Linked DNA regions of Mus musculus: region 2 is linked to region 1. The links are chromatin contacts, called in public promoter capture Hi-C maps. All regions are on one chromosome and are shown on one strand. Each heading gives the region's core, a stretch centred on a gene start, on an enhancer-like site or on the middle of the called end of the contact. The rest is flanking DNA. Distances are from core to core; before and after follow the strand shown. Region 1 overlaps Ube4b (ubiquitination factor E4B). Region 2 overlaps Clstn1 (calsyntenin 1).

Region 1 (5,808 bases), core at 1,415-3,914:
TCCCCTAATGGCTCTCCTGATGCTGTAGGTCCCACCCCCTCCTCCGGATTTACCCACACTAGACTCAAGGCAGGGAAAGCCCCAGGGCAGGGCAGATCAAACTGCTCCTCTTAGTTTTAGCTCGTTGTGGGGGTCGGGAGGGTCCACAAAATACTGCTTTAAATTTAATAAAATACAGTCTGCAAAAATCCTTATTTCCAACTAAAATTTTACAAAGTAAATAAATTCCAACACACAGACAGACATCACTCACAACTTCTAGTCTTTAGGATGTTCTCCTAAAGATAGTCTACACATTTTTCAGTCACACGAGACCTCCCAGATCTCAGCAACAACCTACCCCTGTTCCTACGAAGAGGAAGGGGATGGGACAGGGACGACGGACAGATGGTAATCTTTCTACTTACAATGTCACTTCTGGAGGCTCTTGGTGATCCTGACACAAAGGAGTAAGTGAATAATTAACTGAGGTAGCCCTCTGCTTCCCATGGGCCAGATGCAGCTCTATAGCCCATGTGTAAGCTCAGTTAACAACCCAGGGGTCCGCACACTCCACTACCATTTTACAAGTGAGGAAACCACCTCCAGTGAAGTGACTTGCTCAGCAACACAGCTCAGGGGACACAGTGCAGGGTTTGAAGCTGGACTGTGACTTCCCACACATCACCTGTCTCCACACAAGACATTCCTACGGTGACAAGGTGGCACTGCCGCTGACTAGTTTAAGAAGTCAGCTTTGTACAGACTGCTGGTGTCGGACACTGCCTCAACCCTCTGATCAGCAACACTGAACATACTGACCTCTCTGGTGAGGGGTGCACAGTGGAGCACAGAACATCCACCCGGTGTTCTGGCTACAATAGGACAGGAGCATCCTGTCCTACCACGAATTCCTTGTGGCATGTCGATAAGTGCCTACTGTGTGCCACAAAGTTGAAGAAGATGTTCCACTTGAGTCCTAATTCCTACCCTCAAAGTCCTCTAAATAGACCAGGAAAGGAAAAGCAAAGGGGCAGTCAGGACACAAGGTCAGGAGGGCATGGGATGAGGGCAGAGGCAGTATGGGAAGGGAGCACACGGACGCGTGCCTGTGTCACAGCCTCACAGGGAGACCAGCCCACGGAGAGCTCAGCATCCTGTATCCTCACCAGGAATAATACAAAAGTAGGGTGCGCTGTGTTCACTTTGATGTCTTCTTTTTTTTTCCTCTCTAAGATTTATATTTATTTTTTGTGGGTCTGTGTGAACCTTTCACAAGCATGTATATACAGGTGCCCATGAAGCAGACCTCGAGGCCAGGGGTTACAGGCAGCTGTGAACCCTCTTATCCGGGACTCTGGAATAGCAGTGACACCTCTTACAGACTGAGCCGTCTCTCCTGCCTCACATCCATGGCTTTTAAAACTAAGTGTGTTTCTATGCTTTTCAGGGTTTACAGTAGACTTGTAGAAGCTGAACTAAAAATCCAGTTGCTACAAGACATGCACCGATTTCCTCTGTATCCACACTACTGCTAGTGCAAATCTCATACTACACCTCTAAAACCTGCAAACACTTGCTGTCACCCTGTTCCACCCCACCTTCCCTCCAAGACCAGGTGACAGGGCGGAGACATAACTAACTCCAAACCCTACCTAACCGGGAAGTGATGCTTGGAACTGCCTGCCACAGGCTGCGCACAGCACATGGGGAAGAGGACTAATCCCCCTCTTCTGACACGCTCCTGTCCACATAACTGCTCTGCAGCCCACCCTGCTCCTTCTGGTCCTGTCTCGCTTGTTAATGAGACCTTCAGCACCACCGCCCAGTCCCCACATCTCTATGGCGACCAAACCTGCAAACAGTTCAGCACAAGCCAAGTGTGTCTGTGTACACTAATTTATACGCTAAGAGAAAACGTGAACACATTAGTAGCTGATGATTCAAAGCAATTTATTCAACCTTTCTGTAAATGTAAAAATCGTCAGATTACAAAGTCGAGAGCTAAGGGCTGGAGAGACGAGACGGCTCGCTGGTTAAGAGCACTTGCAGAGGAGGCTGGCTCAGTTCCCAGCACACACATGGTGGCTCACAACCATCTCTAAGTCGAGTTTCAGGGAACCTGATGCTACTTCTGATACTGCAGACATGCATACGGTACACATACAAGCATTCTGGCAAATCACTCATATACATAAAATAAAAATAAATCCGCCAGGCAGTGGTGGCACGTGCCTTTAATCCCAGCACTTGGGAGGCAGAGGCAGAGGTGGATTTCTGAGTTTGAGGCCAGCCTGGTCTACAAAGTGAGTTCCAGGAAAGCCAGGGCTACCCAGAGAAACCCTGTCTCTAAAAACCAAAACCTAAAAATAAATAAGTAAATAAATCTCTTTTATTTTTAAGTTGAGAACTGAATTTAGCAGCATGCACTACAATAGGAGCATGAGAGTAAGCTCATGGCTAGCTTGTACTACTGACACCATGTTTCAAAAAAAAACAGGTAGGGGGAAACTGAGCTTGTCTATACTCTAGCCAAGCTCAGCTGTATACGAGGGACATGAGCTAGGACGTCTGGAAGAAGGCTGGAGTGACATGGAGGTGAGGCAACGAGAGGGCAAGCAAGGCTGTGACGAGGCGATGGAGGAGCTGGGGAGCGTGACTCAGCCATCTTTCTGTTCCTAGTTGCAGAAGGCAACTCCTGAATTCCTGAAATAACCTCCATCTTTGTTAAGCTCAGCAAGCTGCACTGTGGCTTACAGTGGTCTGCTTATAAATACTTCCACTCCCCAGGATGCTCAACAGTGTGTGGACAGCAGCATCTTGCTTTCTTCACTTCTGGGTTTTCAGGATTCAAGTCTCTTACACAGTGTCTTAGTGTCATGTTTCCGTCACTCCCAGGAACAACTGTGAAGACCCAGCACGCTGAGCGCCTGAGCTGTGCTCACTGCTGACTGGGTTTCTTTTTCAGAGCAGGTAGAAACCCGCTGGGGTGAGGACAGAGGTGCACTGTCAGAGGCAGGTGGATCTGCAGGAACCCACACTGCTTCCCCGACAAGCAAGACACAAGTCAGGGCAGGCAGGCTGAGACACGCCCACTAGCAACACCACCCTGATGCCCTGGACTTGCTCATGAAGGTAAGGAGCAACTGAGATAGACGACCATGGCAGTCACTGTGAGGACGAGCACGAAGGTGGGACAAGACACCAGACTGGCATAAGGACATGGAAGAGAGACGGTCAAGTCCAGGCACATTTAATTAGTGCTACAAAGAACTTGGTCAAAAAACAAAAAAACAAAAACCTTGGTCATTCTTTGGAATTGAGGCATGAAGAAGTAGTGGAAAGCATAGATTTCAGGCCTGGCTATCTACATGAGATAAAATTCTGTAAAGCAAGAATGCAAGAGACTTCAAGAGAGCAAGGCAGCCAGGCAGGAGATATAGCCCTGCAGCACCAGCCCCTTGGGAAGCTGAGGTAGAATTGTTGGACTCAAAAGTCTCTGGCCAACCAAAACTAAATAAATAAATAAATAATAAAAGGATACTGAGCATAGGAGACAACCTTTGGCATCTATAGGCTTCCACACACACAGAGACAGATGCACAGACAGGTAAACAGACTGAGACACACACACACACACACACACACACACACATACACACACACACACACACAAGAATGGAAGGAGCTAGAGGTTAAACTAGGAGTACCTGCAAGAAACTCATATAAACGGGAGGCAGTGGAGCCTGCCCGTACTCCTATCCCTTGGGAGGCCGAGGCAGGAGCATTGCTGAGGTCAGCCTGAGATACAGTAAGACTGTATTAAAAACACTAAATGAAGAATGGAGAAGAAGGGGACAAGGGTAGAGGGGCTCCAGGAGCGCAGCAGCTAGGCTGACACACACGTGGCTGTTGCTGACTGTTTCTAAGTTTACAGTGAGGCCTGGGAATTTTAAAAAGCAAAGTAGAAAGATGGGAAAATCCTGCACTTTTCCCAGAAGGGAGCATATTTAAAATTGGGACTAAAGAGGGCATGACTTCTCAAAAAAGATGAAAGCCATTAAAAGGAAGCAGGTGAAGCCGGGTGTGGTGGCGCATGCCTTAAATCCCAGCACTTGGGAGGCAGAGTCAGGTGGATTTCTGAGTTCGAGGCCAGCCTGGTCTACAGAGTGAGTTCCAGGACAGCCAAGGCTACACAGAGAAACCCTGTCTCGAAAAAACAAAAAACAAAAATAAATAAAGAAACTTAATGCATAAAAAACCAGAACCTACAAAGAAAAAAAAAAAACAACGTTTTTTTAAAGGCAGCCAAGTACTTTACCCTGGAACAGTGAAGCTGCTGCTCATACGCAGGAACTGCCTGGCTGGAAGGCCTAGTCCAGGTTCAAGGGTTATACACTTTTAACTCATTTGAGGAACTTTGCTTTGGGGTTTGTAAAATGACCCAATGGATAAAGAACTTTGCTGAGCAAGCATAAACACCAGAGTTCTGACCCCAAATCCACGTAAGAGCTGTGTGGGTGTGGTCGCCCACAAACCCAGCCCCCAGAAGACGGAGATGCAGATCCTAGGGCTAGCTAGGTAGCAAGACAAGGTAGTGAGCTAAGTCCAGTGAGGGCCCTGATAAGCTCAGTAGTCAAAGAGGGCACCCTGTTCCCCAAAAGATGCAAAGGGCAGGGGTTTTTCCAAAATATTCATCAACACTTGATTTTGGGAAAGGAGCTAGACACACCATGGCATAATGGTCTCATGCTTACCACATGAGGCCCAAAGATCAGGCTCAGATTCTGAGACTTGGGGGAAGCTCCTTCACCACTGACAATCCCACAGGTTCTAGACACTTCTCAGAAGGCACCTGAGCTTGCTGTGGCAGTATACGCTGTAATCAGAGCACTCGGGAGGCTGAGGCAGGAGGATGCTAAGTTCCAGGACAGACTGACCTAGATAATGAGGCCCTGTGTTGCACAGATACACGAGGAGGAAACAAAGAGGGGACGATGTAGAGAAGGAAGGAAAGAAGGGTGAAGGAAGAAACACTTTACCACTCCATCTGAAAATACAGCAGAATCCACAGGCAGGAGTGAGCAAATACCATTCCATCTCCAGTCGGCCACAACACCAGAGCCCTTCTAGCTGGGTCTAGCCTCAACCTCGGCTGTACCCACACCTACCTGGGTTCCTCTCTGAGACCTGAGTTCCTGATACAGGAGAAGTTGACAAAGAGCCACTGACCTCGCAGGTAAGCATCAGAACAGGCTGATATTCTGCTCCATCTGCCAGCTCCTCTTTACTATCTGCACAGCCCAAGCCCTAGCTGACAGGGGCGTGGTCCATTCTTATTCGTCCTACGTCCTTGCAACCCTAACAGTATCTCACCCAGAGAGCACTTAGTAAACAGTTGCTGAACAAATGAAGGAGTCCCTGAGAAAGACAGGTGACAAGTGTTTCCCAGAGACACACATCACACACGTATCAATATTTTTCAACCCAGAGCTCTCTCCATCTTTCTGCACTTTGATCTCTTTGAGGCTCAGATACTACTTTCCTTTAGCTTGGGTTCTGTTAACATTGTGCGTGCAGCAAAGCTGCTGTCCTGCGCATCACCTCTGTGAGCTGACAGAGAAAGCAGAAGGATCCAGAGCCTCCCTTGGGAAGCATTGTAGGGCTGTAAGGAGGCTGTTTTAGCTGCACTGCATCCTGGTTTGTTCGTTTGGTTGGTTTGGAGTTTACTGTTTGGTTGATTTTTGTTTTCTGACACAGGATCTCACTGTATATCCCTGCTGGCCTGAACTGCTAAGTAGAGCAGGCAGCCTGTTAACCTAGAGCCTG
Region 2 (6,012 bases), core at 603-3,102, 200 kb after region 1:
AACTCCAGGGTTTATGCTACATGACCAGTTGTCATGGTCCTCGCACTGGGCTGTCTTGGTTACATGTTCCAGAGCAGGTCTTTGGCAGGGAGCTGGCCTCACGCCTACTGTTCTCAATTCTGAGAGTTCCCGGGGTTTAGGCTTGCTCGGCCTTACCAGTCCTTCTGTCCACTTGCCTTACAGAGCATGACCTTGAACTCACGACCTTCCTACCTTCATCTCTCAAGTATTGAGATTACAGAAGTGCACTATCATGCTTCCATTTCTTTTCTTCTAAAGATCTATTAATTTTTATTTTTAATGTATGAGTGTTTTCCATGTATGTGTGTGTATGTATATGTATGTGCAGCACACACATGTAGTGCCTATGTATGCCAGAAGGGGATGTTGGAGGGCCCTCTGGAACTGGAGTTACAGGAATTTGTAACCATCCTGTGGCTCCTGGGAACCAAGCCTGGTCCTCTGCAAGAGCAGCCAGTGCTCTTAATCACTGAGCCACCTCTCCAGCACACTTCTGAGTTTTCTTGGGAGGTGGTTGATACTGGGGTTCAAACCTCACATATGCTCTGCAAATACCACCAAGTTGGCCTTCTCTTTTGAACTTCAGTTGTTAACAATAACAACAAATTATCACCTTTGTGTACCCTCCCAAGACAGCCCTTGCAAGCCCGTGATGTAGTGCTGACCTTGTAAAGTGCCTGCCTTTTATTAAGCTGTGGTGAATGAAGCCTGTGTTTGCTGTCTGCTTCATGTTCCTGAGGAAACTGTTGGGATTTCTCCGGCATCAGGCTTTACCCGGGGACAGTTCCACCCTCGGGACCTGCCCAGTGCCCGTGGGAAAGGCTGTGAACTGCTGACCCCAGGGCTTGTGCTTTGGTGTTATCCTTGATAAGGCCAGTGACTTGGTTTTGCTTAGACAACATTCCTTACATCTGGCTCCCCTGACGGTGCTCTGCCCCATCTGCCCCAGTCCCCTCTGCCCTCGTGTGTGTGTGTGTGTGTGTGTGTGTGTGTGTGTGTGTGAGAGAGAGAGAGAGAGAGAGAGAGCGCCTTTACTTGTAAAGTTGGCAGCCTGCCTGTCCACTTAAACAGGCTCTAGAGTCTAGAGCCTGGAATTGTATTGCATTAGGATGTTAGGTACTTAAAACCCTTAAGCTATAAAAGAAAAAAAAATCTACTAATTTATCCTAAAAACAACAGCAATAAAAACAAAAAAACAAAAAAGCCCCTCAGCTTCTGAATTTCGAAGCTGGGATTCTAGAAGTAAAGGGACTTCAGAAGTCACATTGCTTACACATTTTACCAAAGGGAAAGTAACCGGGGCTGTACCTCTGTCACTGGCTTTTATAGCTCAGGACTAGCAGGTAAGATTGAATAGTGGGGAGATGACTCAGAGGTTAGGAGCACCAACTGCCCTGGCTGTAGACCTGGGTTCCGTTCCCAGCACCTACGTGGTGGCTCACAACCACCCGCCTGTAACTCCAGTTTCAGGAGATCCGACTCCCTCTGGTCTCCTGGCTCTTGCATGTATGTGGTGCAGGTAAATTCATGTATGTAAAATTTTAAAAAGTCTTAAGCAAAAAGTTCGAGTGCAGTGTAGAGCAAGGGCCTGGGTTCCATCCTCAGCACACCCCCCAAGTATTTTGTATAATTAGCCCATTGTATTTGTTAACCTCTGCAGCATTTACATGTGTAAACAGCTCAAAAACTTGGACTGTGCTCCCTCACCCGTGGCTGCAGCGTGGGCGAGTGCCTAGAGGATCTGCTGTGGCTTTGCTAAGTGTGTGGTATCTTCAGTGTGAGCCCAGCTCGCTCACCTGCCTCCAGGGGAGCCCTCCCCCTTAGCGTCAGCTGCATTCTGCCTGAGCATCCCATGGGGTGAGTTTGGGTGTGGCCATTCCCTACTGTGAGCTCTTGCACGGGTTATTTAACTTCTCTGTGACCTAGATTTTTTTTTTTTAAATCTCTGAAATGAGCGTAGTGACAGTAGCTACCTAGGGTTGTGGGAGAGTGAATGAACCTTGTGGAGTGTTTTGGGCATTAGAATAAGTGTATATATTGTTTTATTAATTCCATGTAAATTGCCTGCACCTCCTTTTTAAAATTGAGACAAAATTTATACAATGTAATGTGGACAATTGACTTTTTCTTTTTTTACTACATTCACTTGTGTGTGTGTGTGTGTGTGTGTGTGTGTGTGCGCGTGCGCATGTGTGCTCATGTGTGCCATGCCACAAATGCAGAGGTCAGAGGACAACTTGAAGAGGTTGGGTCTCACTCTGCATTGTGTGGATCTCTAGGGATTGAACTTGGGTTTCCAGTTTTGGTGGCAAGTGTGTTTCCCTGCCAGCCCAGGTGTTTATGAGGACATAAATCTTTAATTTACAAGGGTAAGGACCAAGGACAGTGGGTAAGGACCAAGGACAGTGAGTAAGGGTGTCTCTCATCTGAAGCTGCCGGTGTCTTCGGGGTAGCATTTTGCCTCCACAGCAGTGTGATTGAGAGTCCCTGTTTGTACCCTCCCCAGCATTTGCCTTTCTATGACTGCTGGCCTGGTTAGTGGACTCTCACTGTTCAGGCCGACAGCGTGTATGGGGAACATCTAGTCACACATTGACTCATCTTATCGTCTGTAGAGGATTCTGTCTGTCTTTTGCCTATGTTAAGATTGTTTATCTTAGGGGCTGGACAGATGGCCCAGTGGTTAAGAGCACTGGCTGCTCTTCCAGAGGACCTGGGTTCAATTCCCGGCAACCACATGGCAGCTTAAAACTGTAACTCACACCCTCGCACGGACATACATGCATGCAAGACACCAATGCACATGAAATAAAAGTAATAATAATAACAAAAATAAAGAGATCATTCATGTGCTCACAGAGTTATCTTCTTGCCCTTGGGCTCCTGCCCTTACCCTCTTTTGAGGTGAGAACTTGTAGTTTGTTGCCCAGGCTGACCTCAGTGATCCTCATGCCTAAGTCTTTTGAGGAGCTCTGGCTACAGGTGTGTCTGGCTTTTTCTCTCCCTCTCCCTCTCCCTCTCCCTCTCCCTCTCCCTCTCCCTCTCCCTCTCCCTCTCCCTCTCCCTCTCCCTCTCCCTCTCCCTCTCCCTCTCCCCATCCACCCATCTGTCAACAGGTTCTCACTGTGTACCCCTGGCTGTCTTAGAACTTACCATGTAGACCAGGCTGGCCTCGCACTCACAGATATCCTCCTGCCTCTGCCTCCTAAACTCTGGGATTAAATATGTGCACCACTATGCCTGGCTTCACCTGGCTCTTTATTGAGGCATATGAGTCCTTTATGTATTGTGGGTGACATGACAATCCTTTATGCAAGACACCTTCTGTAATGTAATGTGCCTTACTGGCCTGTGGCTTGTCTTCCTGTCTTTTTTTTTTAAGTATTTACTTTATGTATGTGATCTGCATATACACCTGCATGCCAGAAGAGGGCGTCAGATTCCATTACAGATGGTTGTGAGCCACCATGTGGATGCTGGGAGTTGAACTCAGAACCTCTGGAAGAGCAGCCAGTGCTCTTATCTGCTGAGGCATCTCTCCACACAGTGTTTTTATACAGCAGAATTGTGGGTTTTAACAGCTTATTGATATGGAAAAAAAAATCCACTGGAATTTTCTTCTTTATATCTGTTTGGTTTGTGTATTCCTTCTTTAAGTTTTGGCAGACTTTGCCTTCCAAGGAGTTGATCCGTTTCTTTTAGTTAATCAAATTGTTTGTATTATTCCTTTATTCTAATGTCTATAAATTCTTCATCCTTTTAAAAATGTTTCTAGTTTTATTTATTCTTAAAGAGTTATTTATTAATTATATGTGCATACACTGTAGCTGTCTTTAGACACCCCAGAAGACGGCAGTAGATCTCATTACAGATGGTTGTGAGCCACCATGTGATTGCTGGGATTTGAACTCAGAACCTTCGGAAGAGCAGTCAGTGCTCTTATCTGCTGAGCCATCTCTCCAGCCCTCTAGTTTTATTTTTATTATTAGTTTTTCATATATTTATTTTGTGTTTTGCCTGCATGTATGTCTGTGCACCACATGTATGCAGTGCCCTTGGAGGCCAGAAGAGGGCGCTGGATCCTCTGGAACTGGAATGACTGAAGACTGTGAGCAGCCATGTAGGTGCTGGGAATGGAACCTGGGTCCTCTGTATGAGCAGCCAGTGCTCTTAACTGCTGAGCCATCTCTCCAGTCCCATTTCCAGGAATCTCCTTTTTCTTAGCCGTCTAGAAGTTTGTCTTTTTTTTGTTTGTTTCATCTTTTTCAGAGAACCAACTTTGATTTTTGTCGATTATTCTATTGATGTTGCTGATGTAGCTCCAATTTTTGTTTTGATTCCTAACTACTTTTATATCTTTGTTTTAGGGCAGTGGTTCTAAGCCTTCCTGACTCTTACCCTTTATTACAGTTCCTCATGGTGTGCCTCCCAAGGGCAGAATTATTTTGCTACCTCATAACTGTAATTTTGCTACTATTATGAATCACAATGTAAATACTTATGTGCAGAATATCTGATATGTAACCCCTGTGGGGGTTACGACCCACAGGTTGGGAGCCTCTGCTTTAGGGGATCTTTCTCTTTTGGGGTACCTACTAAGTTGGTCTTATTTGCTGTGTAATCTTGGCTGTCCTGGAGCTTGCTCTGTAGACAGGGCTGAAAGATTTAGTTAATCTTTATTAGTGTGTGTCCGTGTCCGTGTGTGTGTGTGTGTGTGTGTGTGTGTGCGCGCGCGCGCGTGTGTGTGTGTGTGTGTGTGTATGTATGCATCCCATGTACATAGCGGGTGCTAAAGGAGGCCAAAAGATAGATGACATTGGATCCCACAGAGCTGAAGTTAGAGGCAGTTGTGAGGTACCTGAAGTCAGCGCTGGATACTGAACTCAGGTCTTCTGCAAAGCAGTGTGTCCCTTGACCCTGAGAAACATCCCGCCCCAGCAGAAAGATGTCCATAGCCAAGGGAACCGTGTGCTTTGTCTTTGAGGGCAGGTCAGCTTTGCCTGTCTCCAAGCCAAGCAGCCTCGATTCTCTCAGCTGTTCTTCAGGTGACATTGTGTCTCAAATTTCCAGAGCCAGCCTGGTTTCTTTCTGGGCACCTCCAACGGTGTGGATGCTGCCTTTCAGGCTGAGGGTTTGATGAAGGTCCCCATACCTGTCAGTATCTGTGTAGCCAGCTACCCTTTTCTGTCGGCACCATGCTCTCTCTGTTCTGGTGCGAGCCTTTGTTCTTCCTCCATTTCATCCATCTTGCTGCCTGAGCCTCGCTCTAATTTGCTGATTAATCACCACACATCCCATCTTTTCGTTCTGGCCTCGTGTCATCTCCAGTTTGACAAACAGGTGGATTGGAGAGAGCCTAGTGAGGACAGAGGCTTTGAAAGGTGGCTGGAGGGTGGTCTGGGTTCCCGTGGGTTCCTGATCATGGTAAGTCCTCCTGTTCTCAGTCCTGGCATACGGGGGTGGGGTGGGGGGGGCTCGTCACGTGTTGGGGGAGGGGAGGGAGCCTTGTCACGTGTTTGGGGGGAGCCTTGTCACGTGTTCTCGGGAAGCCTCGTCATGTGTTCAGGATCTCAGCTGAGCGAGGCAGTGAGGCCCAGACCCGTGCTTGGCACTGAGCGAGCTGGAGCTGAAGTTTTCCTCCCAGCCGTTGCCTGAAGCATCCAGAGAGCTTGTCCATGTGAATCCTGGCTGTCAGCTCCTGCAGTTCCTCGGTCTCTAGAGGCACAGGACTCAGCCGGGGATGTGGTTGCTCCGCAGCAGCAACCATCAGATGGTCCATCTCCGTCTCGTTGTGCAAATCCGTCTTTGTGGGCACCGTACATAGGTCCCTTAAAGAGCAGCTATGGTGGAGCTTAGAGTCCCGGGACTTAGAACACTCAGAATAACTCAGGCATTGTTATTATATGAGAATCCCTTTCTTTTTCATGTTCTCTTACCTTGGGGTCTAGTTCACCATTACATTGGTTCTGTTCTTTCCAGGAAAATAAATGC

The links. Capture Hi-C pulls out chosen DNA fragments and counts their contacts.
Region 2: a promoter capture Hi-C map of pancreatic islet shows a contact between it and region 1. The contact joins two enhancer-like sites. A contact is called at or near these places in 3 of 115 datasets of contacts at active chromatin or transcription factors (embryonic stem cells and extraembryonic endoderm stem cells) and 3 of 9 other capture datasets (adipose tissue, liver and pancreatic islet).

Annotation. Positions count from the first base shown.
Region 1 is chr4:149,403,222-149,409,029 of GRCm38.p6, forward strand. The region is part of intron 1 of Ube4b (ubiquitination factor E4B); the gene reads right to left. Among named protein-coding and RNA genes, the nearest start is that of Ube4b, 21 kb to the right of the region's middle. Within about 2 kb of position 2,665, at least 77 of the 459 cell types and tissues checked have an H3K27ac peak or open chromatin away from gene starts, as enhancers often do. A contact at or near this core is called in pancreatic islet, where this site is marked.
Region 2 is chr4:149,600,614-149,606,625 of GRCm38.p6, forward strand. The region is part of intron 1 of Clstn1 (calsyntenin 1); the gene reads left to right. Among named protein-coding and RNA genes, the nearest start is that of Clstn1, 17 kb to the left of the region's middle. Within about 2 kb of position 1,853, at least 16 of the 459 cell types and tissues checked have an H3K27ac peak or open chromatin away from gene starts, as enhancers often do. A contact at or near this core is called in pancreatic islet, where this site is marked.